Linked DNA regions of Drosophila melanogaster: region 2 is linked to region 1. Evidence: chromatin contacts called from public Hi-C data. All regions are on one chromosome and are shown on one strand. The core of a region is the stretch at or near the end of the contact, and the rest is flanking DNA. Distances in the headings are between cores, read along the strand shown. Region 1 holds the start of lncRNA:CR43652 (long non-coding RNA:CR43652). Region 2 has its middle 17 kb from the start of snky.

Region 1 (7,481 bases), core at 2,674-5,173:
CGGCTCCTTCAGATCCTTTGCCGATTGCCAGCTACCGAGAAGAAAAAACCCATTTCCTTCCCATGGTATCCTTGCACTAACAAGGATGGCAATTAATCATTGCGTAAAATGTTCAGCACAAAGTGCGCAAGTACTTCCGACTAACTGCGATTGATTTTTGCGAGCCAAGAAAAGACGATTTCGGTTCCCACACCTAAGCAGCATCCTGGAAAGCAGCTGCTTTTCATCCTGTGAAAAATTCGCAGTGAAATGAAATTTTAGCAGCGGCAAAAGGCAACAAAAAGCAAAATGAAGAACATATCGGGTGGAGGTGGAAAGGGTGCCAGACGCTGCAGTAAACTTCCGGCTGGCCAAAAATGCAACAGGACCTGGTGCAAAAATGCAGGGATCCAGGACTCGCCGACTGGACAGGACAGTGGCGAACAGGTCCGGGGTCCGAGAACCGAGTTGGCTGGTCCTTCTTTTCTGCTTTTGTTTGTTTATTGCCACGCCAGGGCATCCCATACAATGTCCTTCCGGTCATTTATTAACGTCAATGAAATGCTATTGCCTGCCCTCGCTCACTCTTCGCTGCAGTTGAGATTTTACTGCTCTGATTTGCTTTGCTTTTTGGTCAGGATGCTCGAGTTGGCAACGATTTGTCGCCGAGTCAACACAACCCAGTCGAAGGTTGCGACGCGTCCTTCCCGCTTCTGCTCCTACTCCTGCCTGCATATATCCTTGATGCACTCATAAAGCCAAAATATTGCCAAATAGTAAATTTCGCCCTTCGATGGGAGGAGAATCCACTGCAAGTTACGTGTCACTGCACAGAAAGAAATATACAATATTTCTGACGCCTAACTTAATTTAGTTTAACGATACAGTTACGTACAGATTGTAATATTTTTTTCCTGTGTGAGAATTGAGTTTGATAATGCATAAAGTTAAGACTTCTCTGCAGGTAAGCCATCCATCCGACTATTTACCATAATTCTGATTGATTCTCCCGGAGATTTTCACAAAAGTTGTCTCAGCCTCCAGGCGTCCAGCTACCGTCTTACTGGCTTATAGTTTTTCGGACCAGTTCAAGACCCTCATAATTTATATTTAATGATCCGCAGCTAGACTAGCTCTACCTCTAATTGACATTTAAACTGTCTACTCAGCCCGAGTGATATGATAAGCTGATTGATGTGCCCTCTGGATGGACGAACTCTCACAGAAGAGGAATTAAAGGTATTTTATTAATTGATGTTGGCATTGCCGGTACCATTTCTCCCGATGACAACATTTGCTGCAGGTCAGGCATTTATCCAGACAGCAACCCAAAACGCTAAACCCGAAAGGCTTTTAATTTCTGTGTTGTTGAAATCATAAATCAAAAGCGGGGATCGCATTCAGGTGGAGTCCGAACGAAGCAGACAAGTGGCTTAGGCTCTGCATCTCCGATAGCCGAACGAACATTTTGTATCTGGCGGATCGCCTGGCTAATCGGAGGCACACACACAAAATTGAGTATCTGGTTGCGTTCGCCGAGCATCGGCATAAATTACACAAATTGCATTTCCATGTCCAGAACTCTGATGGATCATCGCCCGCGTCGCCATCGCTGGCCATCGCTGCTCATCAGCATAATCGTTAAAATAACAGCGCAATGCACTTCGATGCTCGATGCTCGTGAGTGGCTACCGCGTTTGGTTTCAAGTGGTCCAATCTGCTACCCCATCTGCCCCCCCATCCCGACCCATACCGTTTCATCCCATCGCATCCCAGTCGTCCATCCATCCATCCATCTATCCATCGAAGCCAGAAGTCTATGCCCCAGAGGGACCAGGCTCAAATGGAATAAAAAACACACACCGAAATGTTTGGGGCGCCGCAGCCGATGGCATCTCGCATCCAGTTGGCTTGTTTATTGTGTCGGGGCTGAATTCGGAGGCATGTTTAAACAGCGAAATGAACTTGTGGATAAACACCATTATGGTTATTTGGCATCCACTTTGGGTCGCCGCAACATTCAGCCTTCGATGTTTGTCGCCCTACAGGGTATGCCGACTACCCCACTCCACTCCACTCCACTCTGCCCACTGCATCTTTGTGGGATAATCTCAAGGCGATGTCCATGTTTGAGCTTGATTTAGTTATTTAATGCGGCATTGACATAAGTGCACTTTGCGACTCAAGACCGCGGCTCAAGATCGGTCTCCCAAGTGATTCCGTGGGCGAATCGCAAGGACAAAGATGCACTTCACGACATGGGACTTTGTTCGATGGCATGGTAATTGACGGAAGAACTCCATGACATCCATCAGAAGGAATGAGCATTGAATTTAAATGAGCTTATGTAAGTTCTAAGGTTTGCATTCGTATTAATTGAAATGAGCTTACCTCAGAGTAGAATTAGGGGTAAAAGGGTATGCGTTTATACTCCACTTATGTGGAAATATAGCCGTGTGAAAACTTTTCTATATTTCCAGTCCTTTACTACTATACTATAACCTTTTGTACTCAATTTTCGTAGAAACTTTAAACGATTTACCAAGCACGTGGGCTGATATATTATTACCACAATAAAACAACTCACTTTTAAGAATGGGATTATCTATTTAGTACGACCTTCGAATGTCACTCAATGAATATATTTATCTGAGAGATATTTCTTAATGGATCCCAGAACTCTGCAGGTTCTGTCCTTTGGACTTTGCTTTACGACTCAATTTGTACTTTATGGGCTGTAATTAAGAATATACAGGAACCAGCTAAGACCTTCAGCTAACCTTGAGGATAAGTTAAATGTGTTTATTATCAGCGCACGCCTTGCATTCGCCTTTGGGCTCGATACTGCGCATGCGCGGCGCGTGGTTGAGCAAAAAACATTTATTATCCTGCAGGACCTCAATTATGACTCAAGGTTGCTGCGCCCTGTGTGTCCTGATGGCATTGTGCAATTGGGCCTTGACTTGGCCCGAAGGACAGGCAACCCATTCGGAGTGCCGGCTAATTATGCACAAGGTCCTTGGCCTTGGGTCCTGGATCGTGGCTAATGGTCTGTGCATCCTTGGACGTTCGCGTGTGTGTCCAGCGCTGACAAAAGTCGCCATTGTTCGACATTAATTGCACTTTTCCAACCGAGTGCGTGTCCTTGCTGGTGGCCCGCCGTCACAGGGATAAGTCAAATTAATGCTCCACTGAAGGACATTGGCCAGGACTTTGTGCATCCTCCGGGAATTGGTGTGAAAACTGACAGCGTTTGTGTGTGTGTGTGTGTCCCTTGTCATTTCCTGGAATGTCCTTGAGCCATATCGCTCATATCGCTGTGCAAAAAATAAAGGGACTGAGTAACAACAGAGCGCAAAAGGGACGAGTGCCTGCTGCGAGTTTATATTAGATAAAAATTTAATTTCGCCTCGGTTCGTGTGTTTTTGTACTTGGGTGCTTAGGACTCAAAGCATGTCCTTGGTGTGAACTGTCAATAACCGAAGTTGGGAGCATAAAATCCGACACACTCTCCCTGGGTTGTTGTAAAAATGCAATTATGATTGTATTATGGTCGCCTTTGTGTTTACTCTAAACACTCGTCCTTTGTTCGTTTGTTTGGCATCCTGTACTCCTATATTCCATACCAGGCAAATCTCCCCATTCCAGCACAGCCCGCATCCTCGCATACGTTTCTCTATCTGGGCAATCTGGCTGCAGTTTTGCAGTTGTCATCCAACATTCAACGTGCATCCATTCGATACTCAATGCTGGTCGATGGCTAATAAATTATCCACTTATTATCCTTGCCAAGCAAATTTCCTCTTTGTCCAAGGGATTGGCTTTGTGTGTGGCTTGTTATCGTGCAAACCTGCATCCTGGATGACTTCTCTGATTGCCCGATTCTAGGTGAGAAAATCACCTTTGCTGCGTTTTGAACACGCAATAAATTTGGGGAATCGAAATTTTCTTTTTTTGTCATTTGAATAAATGCCTCTTGTTTAAAAAATAGTAGTTTAAGTCAAGCAACCCTAAAATTATCAAGAGGTTAAATTCCAATCTGAATATGCATTGTGTGTTAACGTAAAATAAACAGAATGCAGATTCCATAAGCTACAACAAATGCGTCTGTTTATTTATACAGTAAATCTTGACATCCTTTTAATTCCGATCAACTTATCCTTCTGTGCACTCTTTGCCACCCTTCCTTGATTACATCACTACTACACCAATCCTTTTGGTTAACCAGGTTCAATGCAACCACAAATTCGCCGGGAAACACCTACTAACTTGACCTGCACAATGGCGAGTGCGACATCGAGTTCCGCATCGAATCAACCCTCTAGGCAAACAAAAAACCTCTATACATCGATAGTGAGACTGGGCAAATATACCAGGATATATCACCGTGGTCACCCCTCAACTGTACACAAAGTGTGCGCAAACAAACTCAACCCCTCGATATCCTGGTACCCCCAACTTCCCAACCCCAAACACATAAAACCCCTCTCAACTGCACTTGAATCGGTTGCAACATATGCAGTTGATGTTTTTTACCAGACTGCAATATTTTATTATTTCTCTTTTTTGCGCTCTGCTTTGCTTTGTTCCACCCCTCTGGATATAAAAATATCTAAATTATGAACTATGACAAATATTATATTACCAACAGGACGGAAGGGAATACGCCTCCTTCTGGGTGATTAATCATTGTGGTAAATTGTCGAAAAAAAAAAAAACCAAAATACCAAGGCCGAAAGAAGAATGACAAAAACGCTGCATTTTGTTGGCCACTTTGTTCAAACTTTTAGACGAAAGCAGTAGAAAATGCTGGCGGGCCATGAACAATTTATTGCCATAAGCCGCTTACGGAATAGTCCTCCTATCGTTGTCACTCCTCTTACCCGTTTTATATCTACTGGATACATAGAGTATTCCCAGATGTCCGTTGAGTAGGCAACTCTCGCTGACGTCGACACCGCTCAAAGTGGTCACATTAAGTAAGCTTAGGTCTTAACACTATTTTTTCTTTTCAGACATCTCTCTGCACATCGAGGGCTTCTCGTTTAAGTGCTAAAGGGTTAAGGCAATTAAAATTGAAATCACTCGGTCAGATTTACTGTGATTTGTTGACTGCAGTTAATTGCTGATTAAATGGACTTAGTCGCACTCAACTGCTCGCAATGGATCGGTTTTGAGTGGAGATTTTGCGGAGTGTTTGATTTTAAGTGGGTTGTGATGATACTAAGCCCTTATAAGTGAGTTAAGTAAGTCAACATGAGTAAAACATAGGTGTTTGTATTATTATTTTTGTGCTTGGTTTGAACGAATAACTTGTGATGTTAAACAAGCACTATATTTGCATAGCACATTGTTTGAAACCCGACCCATTTCACATTAGTTTACCAGGTTATTGCTACCCACTAAGACTCTAATCTCTTTGAAGCCGATCCAATTTATGAACAGGAAATGCTGGACAAATCGAAATGGAGCTGGCTCATTTAACGCAACTGGCCAGCTGACATTGCAGGACAGTCCACCCTCATAAGGTAGCTTGATAATGATCTGTTATTGGGAAATTCCTATAACAGAAATAATTGCAAATGCTCAAAAGTTGACGGGATCAATGCGTTTCGTACTTTATGCACTTGAAAACGAAAGCAAACTGGACTTTTCACTCTATGCGGGAAACAAAAAGGATACAATTGTCGATGGCGAGTGGAAAATTATTAAAGTGCATCCGAACATAAATCTAGTGTGACGCATGCGTTGAGGGAAATGGGTTTTCCATAACTGCGCAACGGCAGCTGCCACTGTTTGGCACACCCTAGTGAAAATACCGAATGGATGGGGTGGAGAAAACCACCCTGATCCCAGCTTAGGGTTATGGTAAGCACCCCAGCATCATCATTATCATCATGATCGAACGCAAATGTGTTAATTCTCTCCCTTGCAGAGACTCTCTTCCCCTTCTACAGCTCTTATCAATCTGCCACTCGACTCTGAGCTGTATGCCACATTTGTTCACCACATGCCAGCCAGAGAAAGAGCTGTCCTTCCCTTCCTCCCCGTTGCAACTTGTAATTTATGCCCCGAAAGCATCCATTATGAAAACATCAACACACATTGTGCAAATCAAGCAATTATCGCAGGAAATATTCTACATAATTATCAGGCGTTAGAGGATTTCCATAGTTGCCATATCTTCCCTACAGGACATTGGGTTATAGGAAAAAGGCACGCGATGGGCTTAGTTTGGTATATGAAATTTTAATTCTAATGGAGGGAAACTGCGTGTGCTTAAATCCATTACAGACCACTTAGGCACTTTTAAGCATTATTCCAATCAAAATGAGATAATCAGAAGTCAAGCTGTGAGCAAATGTAGTAGCTGGAAAATTAAAGAGGAGGGCTATATTCAATCTCATTTCATATAGTTTATTTACAGAGTACCCAATATAGATCTACAAATTATTAAAGAATTCTAGAGTCAAGTGAAACTTGTTGGTCAAATTGCCTTAGAAACTTTTTCAAATTACATTTTTTTGGGCCAATTCACAATTTGAGAATTCCATTTCTTGGAATGTCAATTTGCTCATTCGAATGCCCAAAAAGGTGTGATTAATGGCCCCGAAAAAGCGAATAAAAATGAGCAAGAAATTTCCGTTTGATGTTCCACAGACGTCGGCGGTCAAATGTCACAAAACCTACGCCAGAAAGTGCAGAGTAAACAAAGCTGGGAACATTTCTCTTTAGGGGCATTCAATTTGGCACCGACAGGAGCTGGCTTTTGTGTATGCAAAATACATGACAGTTAAATGAAAAGAAAATAACATTTTCCCAGCACACAAGCACACACATTGCACATGAATGAGAGCGAATCCTGTGCTGATTTTGACAACTTAAGTGTGGAGGAGTCGGAGGTCTGAAACTCGAGGAGTTCCAGCCACAGATCTCAAGGCACACGAAACGTGGCCACATTTTTCGTTGGGACTCGTTTGCTTTCCGTTTTTGTGTTTTTGTGTGTTGTGTGTTTTTCTGTCTGTTTATTTAGATTTCGTGCCTGGCAATTGGCTTTGGCCACCCGAGGGTTATCCTTTGCGGATCAAAGTTGAAATTTATACATACAAATGTCACACCTCTCCAGGATTATGTATAACAAAGCAGCAGCGGAAAAAAGGAGACCGAAAACAAAAAACAAAGCAAATTTCTGCATACTTCGGCATTGACTTTGGTCGGGATATGTGTCATATCCACACCGCCAGCATCCGCATCCCCAAAAACAAATTGTTAAAAAGATTATGTCATGCCGAAGGAAAAATAAAGGAAGAAAACGAGAGGAAAATCTTGTTTTCTTTTTGCGCTCTCTGCCATCCTTTCATTGTTGCCGCCTCTTCCTGGTCGGGGAGGGATCCCCTATTTTGTTTGGCAACTGCTTTCAATGCCATGTTCCTCGGCATGTTTTGGCTTTGGCTTGTTGCGAGTTGCTTGTGGTGAATATTACGACATGTAACATTTTATGT
Region 2 (7,481 bases), core at 3,203-5,702, 110 kb after region 1:
GGCAAATGTTTCCAATCTGTGTCCGGCATCCCAGCGCGAATATCCTTGGCTCAGCCAGGAGCTGCCGCACTATTAAAATCGCCTAGTTGCGACTCAGCAGGAGGTGAATATTGCAGATTTGCGAAGGAGAATTTCAGCATTTGACTGACTGAAGGACGATTTATGAGCCCGCCCATGGGGGGCAAAAATCGCGCGACAATTTCGCACAATGCGCAAAACAGGAAGCGGGAAATGAACCCGAATCTGCGAATCGCCGGGACTGAAGGTCCTTCTTGGCCAGGAGCGCAAGCGTTTAATCGGCTATAAATTGCAACCCTTTTGTGCAAAAATCGAGCGGAAGTTGAACTGAAGGGGAGCGGAAGGTAGAAAATTACAGTTATTAATGCATGGAGGGTGTCAAATGCTTTTTTGTGTGTTGGCCTCTATTTATTTCACTTCCATCCTGCGGGGCTACCCTTCTTTTATATTTTTCGGCAGCGCGACAATATAATTTACTCCTTTCCGCAAAATGTATGGCACAATTACTGCTTTTCGTGGCGCGCATGTCAAAATAATCTGACAGCTTAATTATATACGCGGAAATCCATACCAATGGAATAGACCATTTCTTGGCATCCATTTCGCAACGTTTAGCAATTCGTGGTTAAATCAATTTTGCACACTTGCCTCCTTTAGCAGCCCTTCCCCTTTTTTTTTTACAATTACCCTTCATTTTTTTTTTTCGCCAAACACTTTGACAGTTTTGGGTCAGGCTTCGCTTTGTCTGGCTGCGATTCTTTCTGGTGAAAGGTGGATGCCGTTTTTGGGCAAAGTCATTTAACCTTTTTCTTCGGTTTTTCTCCTTTATTGTTTGTCCAGGGGTCATGAATTACTTTTCTGTATTTTTTTTTTTGGGCGGGGAAAGGGTTTGGTTTTCCTCGACTGGCGCGAAATGTATTTGGCAAAGGGGGAAAATGAAAAACGGGTTCGAAATGATCGGCACGACGAAAAGCTCTTAAAAGGGGAGGTCCTAGATGGTGGTTGAGTTTAATATTGCCTAAAAATTCGAGCTTATCTTTCCTTAAATTGTAATTATTACTAAAAACAAGACAATAAAGAATTTAAAACAATTTAAACTATAAGCCATACATTTTTGATTAAGGTTAAATCTTCAGTGTGTAAAGTCTTTTGAAGAATAACCAAATAAAGTGCTGTTTGACTGAAACGATTCTGTAATATCAAATGGTCATCCCCTCTTTAATTTGCAAGGCTTTCAATAAATCTCTCCTTTCATAGAAACCTTTTATACTTTTCTTAGCTCAAGACGCCATTGTCTCGCTTGATATTCAATCAAAATTGGAGCAGCGTCATCCACTTAAGAGGTCACCATGCGCCACTCGGTGCCCATCATGTGTGGCGACCCGTGGGCATTCGCATCACCCTGCATCCTGATGGACGAATCCTCCCCGGAGGCATGTCTAATCTACATGGGGCCCCATATGGCCATTTAAAAGCTTTACGCTGTTGTTTCAGCACTTCCTCCGCACGGAGAACTCGCTTCCGCATCCATTTGCAGCTCAAAAATTCGATACATCATTCATCAAAACGCGTGCCGGCGAACCAAACCAAAACCAAGCTCACCCATCAGGATGTGATATGGGATGGGACCCCGTACTCATAAGTTTTTGAAGAGCCAGTTGCCTTGGAACATAATCCCGTTCTAATCGAATTATGTTCAAATCCCCTGGGAACTTGCGACGCATCGAGTTTGCGTTAAGGCAAATTCAAGCGTAAGAAACTAATTTCTGCCAGTCGCAAATCCGCGAGATATCGAACCAGACAGTCAACGAGACTTAACTCTCGTGCATATGCGCTCATTCCTAATTCAATGGAATGCTTCTGTCATAAAAATGTTGCTGCGGCCATCAGATATTTAACAATTGATAAAAAGGACGAGTGGATAGAATAAGAACACCAGCGAATCAGTGGAAAACCCATGAGAGGCAGATTAGCCAGGCAAAACTAGCAGTTGGCACTGAGAAAAATGTACGGAAGTAAAATAAATAATTCCAACAGTAGAGTATATTAAAAGTGCATCCTATTTAAAAATGAAAATTTATGGTTTGTGTTTAGCTGCAAACATATTGTATAATGCACAAGTTTATTTATCCAACGATTCGTTTACAATTCTTAGCTTATAAAAGCGCACACTTTTTTCTCTGCCTGTAGATCCCAGCTTGCGATGACGCAGTGAATATACCCCTAAGTGAGCAGGGGGTTTCCCACAGGACCAACAAGCAGCCACCACCAAAAACCCAACCCAAAACCGAAAACCAAAACCAACCAACTACCAACCGGCCACCCTGTTTGATCACATTGTTTTCCCAAATCGGATTTTAGTTTTACACTAATTTCTTTGGTTTAAGACTCGCTGGGCGCTTGGTGGTCCTGGTTGCTATCCTGGTGCTGGTTCCTCATCTCAGATTGGTATTATAAACGCTTCGCTGGACATTTCTCGTTGGGCTGGATATACAGGGGGTTGGGGGTTGAGGGCTGATGAATCCTCTTTGATTGCACTAAACTGCAATCGAGACGAATGCCCAAAACGTGCGACGTCATGTGGGGTTGGGGGGAGATGTCCTTCGAGTCCTGCTGCCCAGTGTGATAAAATTTCATCCTCAGTGCCCAGACTTTTTATCGCTGCTCTTGGATCGTGAGGCTTTGCCTTTAGTTATACTCGGGGAACTTTACCCCACCACAACCGCTGTCTTTTCTCGGTAGCTGCACATTTTTATGGCGAAAACAATTTAATTGGCTTGAGACAAGCACTTTTCCTTTCCCCATTCGCTTACATTGTCCCCAAAAATTCGCTGGATAAGAGTTTGATAACATTTGAATTCCGGATGAGTCATCTATCGGATTGACTCACTGTAGGCGGAAGAAATAAAATCACTCTAAAGTAACTAAAAAGTTGCCAAGCCAGCTGAGTACTAAAACTAATCCGAAAGAAATCGAAAAAGTTGCAAAAACGAAATGGAATGAAAATTAAAAAAGTGGTGAGAAATTGATAGTCGATCAATGAAATGATGAAAAGTTTTTAATGGAAGTATTTTTTTTGGCAGGTGTGCATGTTCAGTTAAAACTACTATTACTATTATTTAAAATAAAATTAAATTGAATCAATAAATTTTACTATTTTAAACCAAGAATGTTGAATATTGGTTCTCAGGGCTTACAATAGCATTCACTAATCAAAGGCTGGAACTTCCCACCTTTATTTAATTTTGTTTTTTTTTTATGTAGATCCTCAAATGAGGTAATTTTTTTTCTGAATTCTGAATTACCAATCCTAAACTTAAGTGCACCTTAAATTTTCTCTTATATTCACATCCATCTGCTTTTGGTCCGCCCCTCTGATGAGTCAGATGTCGAATCTTAACTTTTTCTCCGGGATTCAGATCCACTCCCCTTAACCCTTTTGAGATCTCGACGTTGTCGTCGCTCCTGCGAACCAATGGCACTTAAGATGCCAGAACTTATTTCCATTTGGTTGGGCAATTATAATATTATGTATGTCTTCCTGTCTTCGGCGAGGAGCAGAAATGCGTTTACCTTTTTTACTACTGATTTGTGTGTTTTGCTTCTTGAATTTTTCGCAAACGGTTGTGTGGGGGAAAACCGGAGACCCAACGACGTCTTAAATATAATATTGACATTTCTTTTGCAACGCTTTTTATTTACGGTTGTATGTAGGGGTGTGGAGGGTGTAAAAAATGAAGGGCGGTGGTGGGTGGCTACTTCAGTGGTTCCCAGCGGTCTGCAAACTTTGACTTACACAGTGCAAATAATTATAGACATTTTTGGTGGGGAAAGCAAAAAGGGTTAAGTGCTTACCCAAACGTTTTTTGGTCTGCACATTTTCATTTTCATTTGGTTTTTTTTTTTTTTTTTATTTGGCTCTTTGCGGGAACTGTCGCATAATTTGCTTTGAATTATTTAAGAGCTCTCTGGACCAGGACCAGCCGTCCATGCCTAATTAAAAATGCCATGCGGCACTTATAGCTTTGCTGGTTCTGGTTTTCTGCTGCCTTGGCTTTCGTTTTGCGGCCATGTCTTTCATACTTTTGGGTTACTCACCAGCTCGTCCAATCAATCAATTAGCAGATTCCCTGGCCCAAGAAACCGCATAAAGGTACACAAGCCCTGACTCATCGAACACTTTCTGTCAATAAGTCTGTCAGCGAGTGATCCGCTACATTCGCAAAATTCGATAAGAGTTTCGCAAATGTACGACTTTAACATGATTTTCTCGCCACCTTCGTTATACTTTATTCAATCGATAATTAGCTTGAATGGGTCCGCAAATTTATGCATGGAATTCAAAATGATTTTATTGTTTCGCAGGAAAACTTGTCCGGCCTCGGCAGCACTTCAATGAATAAGCCCCCACATCGGACTGCTCTTAAGTTTCTTCGCACTCAGATCTTGAATTATTGTTATGATAATTGTGACTCGGAGCTGCGAAGTGGAATTGTCCAGCTGCGTGTGTTAATTTAATAAACACATTCGTTTGCTTTATTTATTTCACATTTACTTTAACGGCGGAAATGCCTTTTCGGAGAGCAAAACCCATAGATTTGTGTGCATGGTGAATCACATAGATTATGGCATACCTGTAAAACTAAGAACATTTTTTTTAGTACAAAGATATTAATTTATGTAAAAGTAAAAAAACCAAAGACATCGTTATATATTTCAAGCGCATATTCCAGTCTTAACCAAACAAAAATGTATTTAATTTTTAAGCTTGTAATAATTGTAATAATGCTCGAAAATTAAGGAAAGTACCTTGGAACATTCTTTGCAAGAAATACATTTCTCCTTCATTTTATTTCTGGCAGTGACTTGATAGTGAAACCGTTTCTGTTGCTTCAATTAAATTGAGTGAGTTTCCTGCCAGTTGTCCAGCTGTATACATCTGTCCTGCTGACCAGCTTTGCTCATCCCAACCCCATTCCCCGCCAGAAAGAGTCACCAGCTGTCCAGCTGGTCGAAAGCTCCATTCCCAACCGTGCTTAGGATGTTAGCCCTGTCGTCTGCGACTTGTGTTTTGATTTTGACAAGCCTTCTACCAGGACTCTCCTCGAACTACGGCTGTTTGTTTAGCCGGTCATCTGGGTGGGAATGGGGGTGTGGATGTGGATCTGGGGTGTCCTCCGGCCCATCGGATCCAACATTCTGTCAATGGTGAGGAACAGCCAGTGAACCAAAGCCAATTGTCAGGATGACAGACATGTTTCTGTTCCTGTTTTGCTTGTTTGTTTGCCTGTTTGTATGTTGTTTGCTGGCTGTTGCTAATCCCCGAATGGAACGTACCCATTCCATTGTTTGCCTGGGTGTCATGTAGCAGATTGCGTTGGCCAGAAATTATTTACAAATATTTGTAAAAATTCTTTGATAAATTATGCGACTCTCGCCATTCCCTTCAGCTGCTCGTGTCCCGCAAATATGATTGATTTATGGGGGATGAAAAGAGAGGTCCTTTTTGGGGACATTGCTGTGTGTGGACCATGGTCCCCAGTTGATTTGTTCTAATGCCAGGACCAAGGTTCCCCTAAATCGACCAGACGCGCTTGAATGGATCCCATTCGATTTTCAGTTCGATTTGGAAGCCCATTCAGCAAGGACCAGTCCAGTTTGGTCCACAATCCGGAGACGAGTGCCCGATGACGAGAACGACTCCAACACTACGGCACTGTTGACAGCAATCGTATGTTTAAAAAGCATAATCCCAGACGAATGATGATGAATGGTCCCCGGCCGGGGTTTCCAAACCGAACCCAAAGCCCAGTCGCTGGGAAACGCTCTCCGCTCGACGTCGTTTAACTAAATCCTTGATGAATGATGTTGCCACCTCCCCCTCCTTTCCGCCGATCCCCTCATGCGCCAGAAGTTCCTTCGGTGGCTGCGTTTTCATATTTGCACGAAAAATTCCAAAATGCCAGCGACATTAGCAGAGGTTCGGGGTTGGAGCGAACGCAATTTTCATTTACGCTTCATTTTAATGATGTTAAGTGATTGTGCAGAAAACGTCGAGCCACAATTGCACAGGGAGAAAAATGTACCATGTAATGTTGTCAGAAGAAAGGGATTAGCTTTTAATTTCATAAGGTAATTACACCGGCTAAATGTTCTTTCTTAAAAGCCTGAATAAGATGTATTTGTAAGCTGGAGATTTTTAAAATTGAATTTAAGCTGGATCATTAAGCTGTATAAGTAAGCAAGTAGCGGAAAATCATTAAAATCCTGTTGCACTTCCTATTATTTTCCCCCAGTGTATAACCATTCCGATCTTCCGTTTCGGTTACAGTTTTTGCATTCAGCCAACGAAAGTTTTGCGTAAATAGATTTCTGCCCTGGCTGCTGCTGATGATGCTGCCTGATGATGCTGATGCTGATGATGAAAGCAGCTTGTAATCCATTTCAAATCATTTTTCACTTCTGTATTTGCTTCTCTGCCAGACTGCCAGTACTATATAGCTCCATGTGTTTGCCATGGTTTTAGTTTTCGGGCAGCGCGGCATCGTTTTGATTTGTTTGGTTAGTTGATAAATGATGTCTGCACCGCAGCCTAGACAGGTCTGCCTTGGAACCCAAGGCTTTGCCCAGTAATTGGTTGGCGTTGGGGGTTGATTGGGATGGGTTTGGGTTGACGTTGCCCCCAGGGTTTTCCATTTTCCATTGGGACTCTTTGTTTCGTAAACAGCGAGCCTTCTCTTAAAAGCGTGCATAATTTCAAGGGCTTGCTAAAGAGTTGAAAGTTATGTGAGACCATTTTCAATAGTAAAGTGAAAAGAATCCAGTATTCGTACCTACATATAAGAAAATTTACCATTTCAAAAATTTGATTTTAAAATGAATTTCTATTATAAAAACGTATTATTTTAATCATATTACCCCCATTTTTCAGACAATGCTCCCTGAACTTAATAGGTTTTAACCTATCCTATATCTTACGGTTGAGGGCACCACCCCAAATTTTAAGAAACAATAAATGTTTCCCAAGTTATTAGATTTCATTAAAAGATTCAGGTTTAAAATATTTCTCAGAACATTCCCGTTCACAACCCGTTCCTTTATCATGCTTTACAAGCAGTTGCCAAACCCCAGAGGAACACAATAAGTATTTCAATTTCCTGGTTTTTCATGTTTGGTTGACTTGACACCGTTTTGTGCGAAATTACTTATCGTTTTAATGTGCTTCTTGGCCATAATGAATTTGCTGGAAATTAATTTCGGAGACACTAGCAAAGGCAAAGACTGATCGCACGACTGCGATTAGACCAGAGGCAGTTATCGTTTTGGGTTTCGTTCGGGGTGTTATCAATTTTCATGGGAGTGTGCCGAGCACTGGCCGATAAAAGTAATATCCTGTGAACGACACGTGACCAACTGAGGTTCACTGGGCTGTATACATACATATGTATATCCGGACAGATCCC

The links. Hi-C and Micro-C count contacts between places; a contact is called where the count stands out from the background.
Region 2: a contact with region 1 is called in a Hi-C map of the Kc167 cell line, with 3 times the contacts expected there. A contact is called at or near these places in 9 of 107 Hi-C or Micro-C datasets (the Clone 8 cell line, the Kc167 cell line, the S2 cell line and 4 more) and 2 of 7 datasets of targeted methods (both in the Kc167 cell line).

Annotation. Positions count from the first base shown.
Region 1 is chr3L:13,078,729-13,086,209 of dm6, forward strand. lncRNA:CR43652 (long non-coding RNA:CR43652) reads right to left here and starts at 3,924. Exons shown (of 1, transcript NR_073928.1): 1 at 2,571-3,924.
Region 2 is chr3L:13,187,344-13,194,824 of dm6, forward strand. No RefSeq gene overlaps it. Among named protein-coding and RNA genes, the nearest start is that of snky, 17 kb to the left of the region's middle.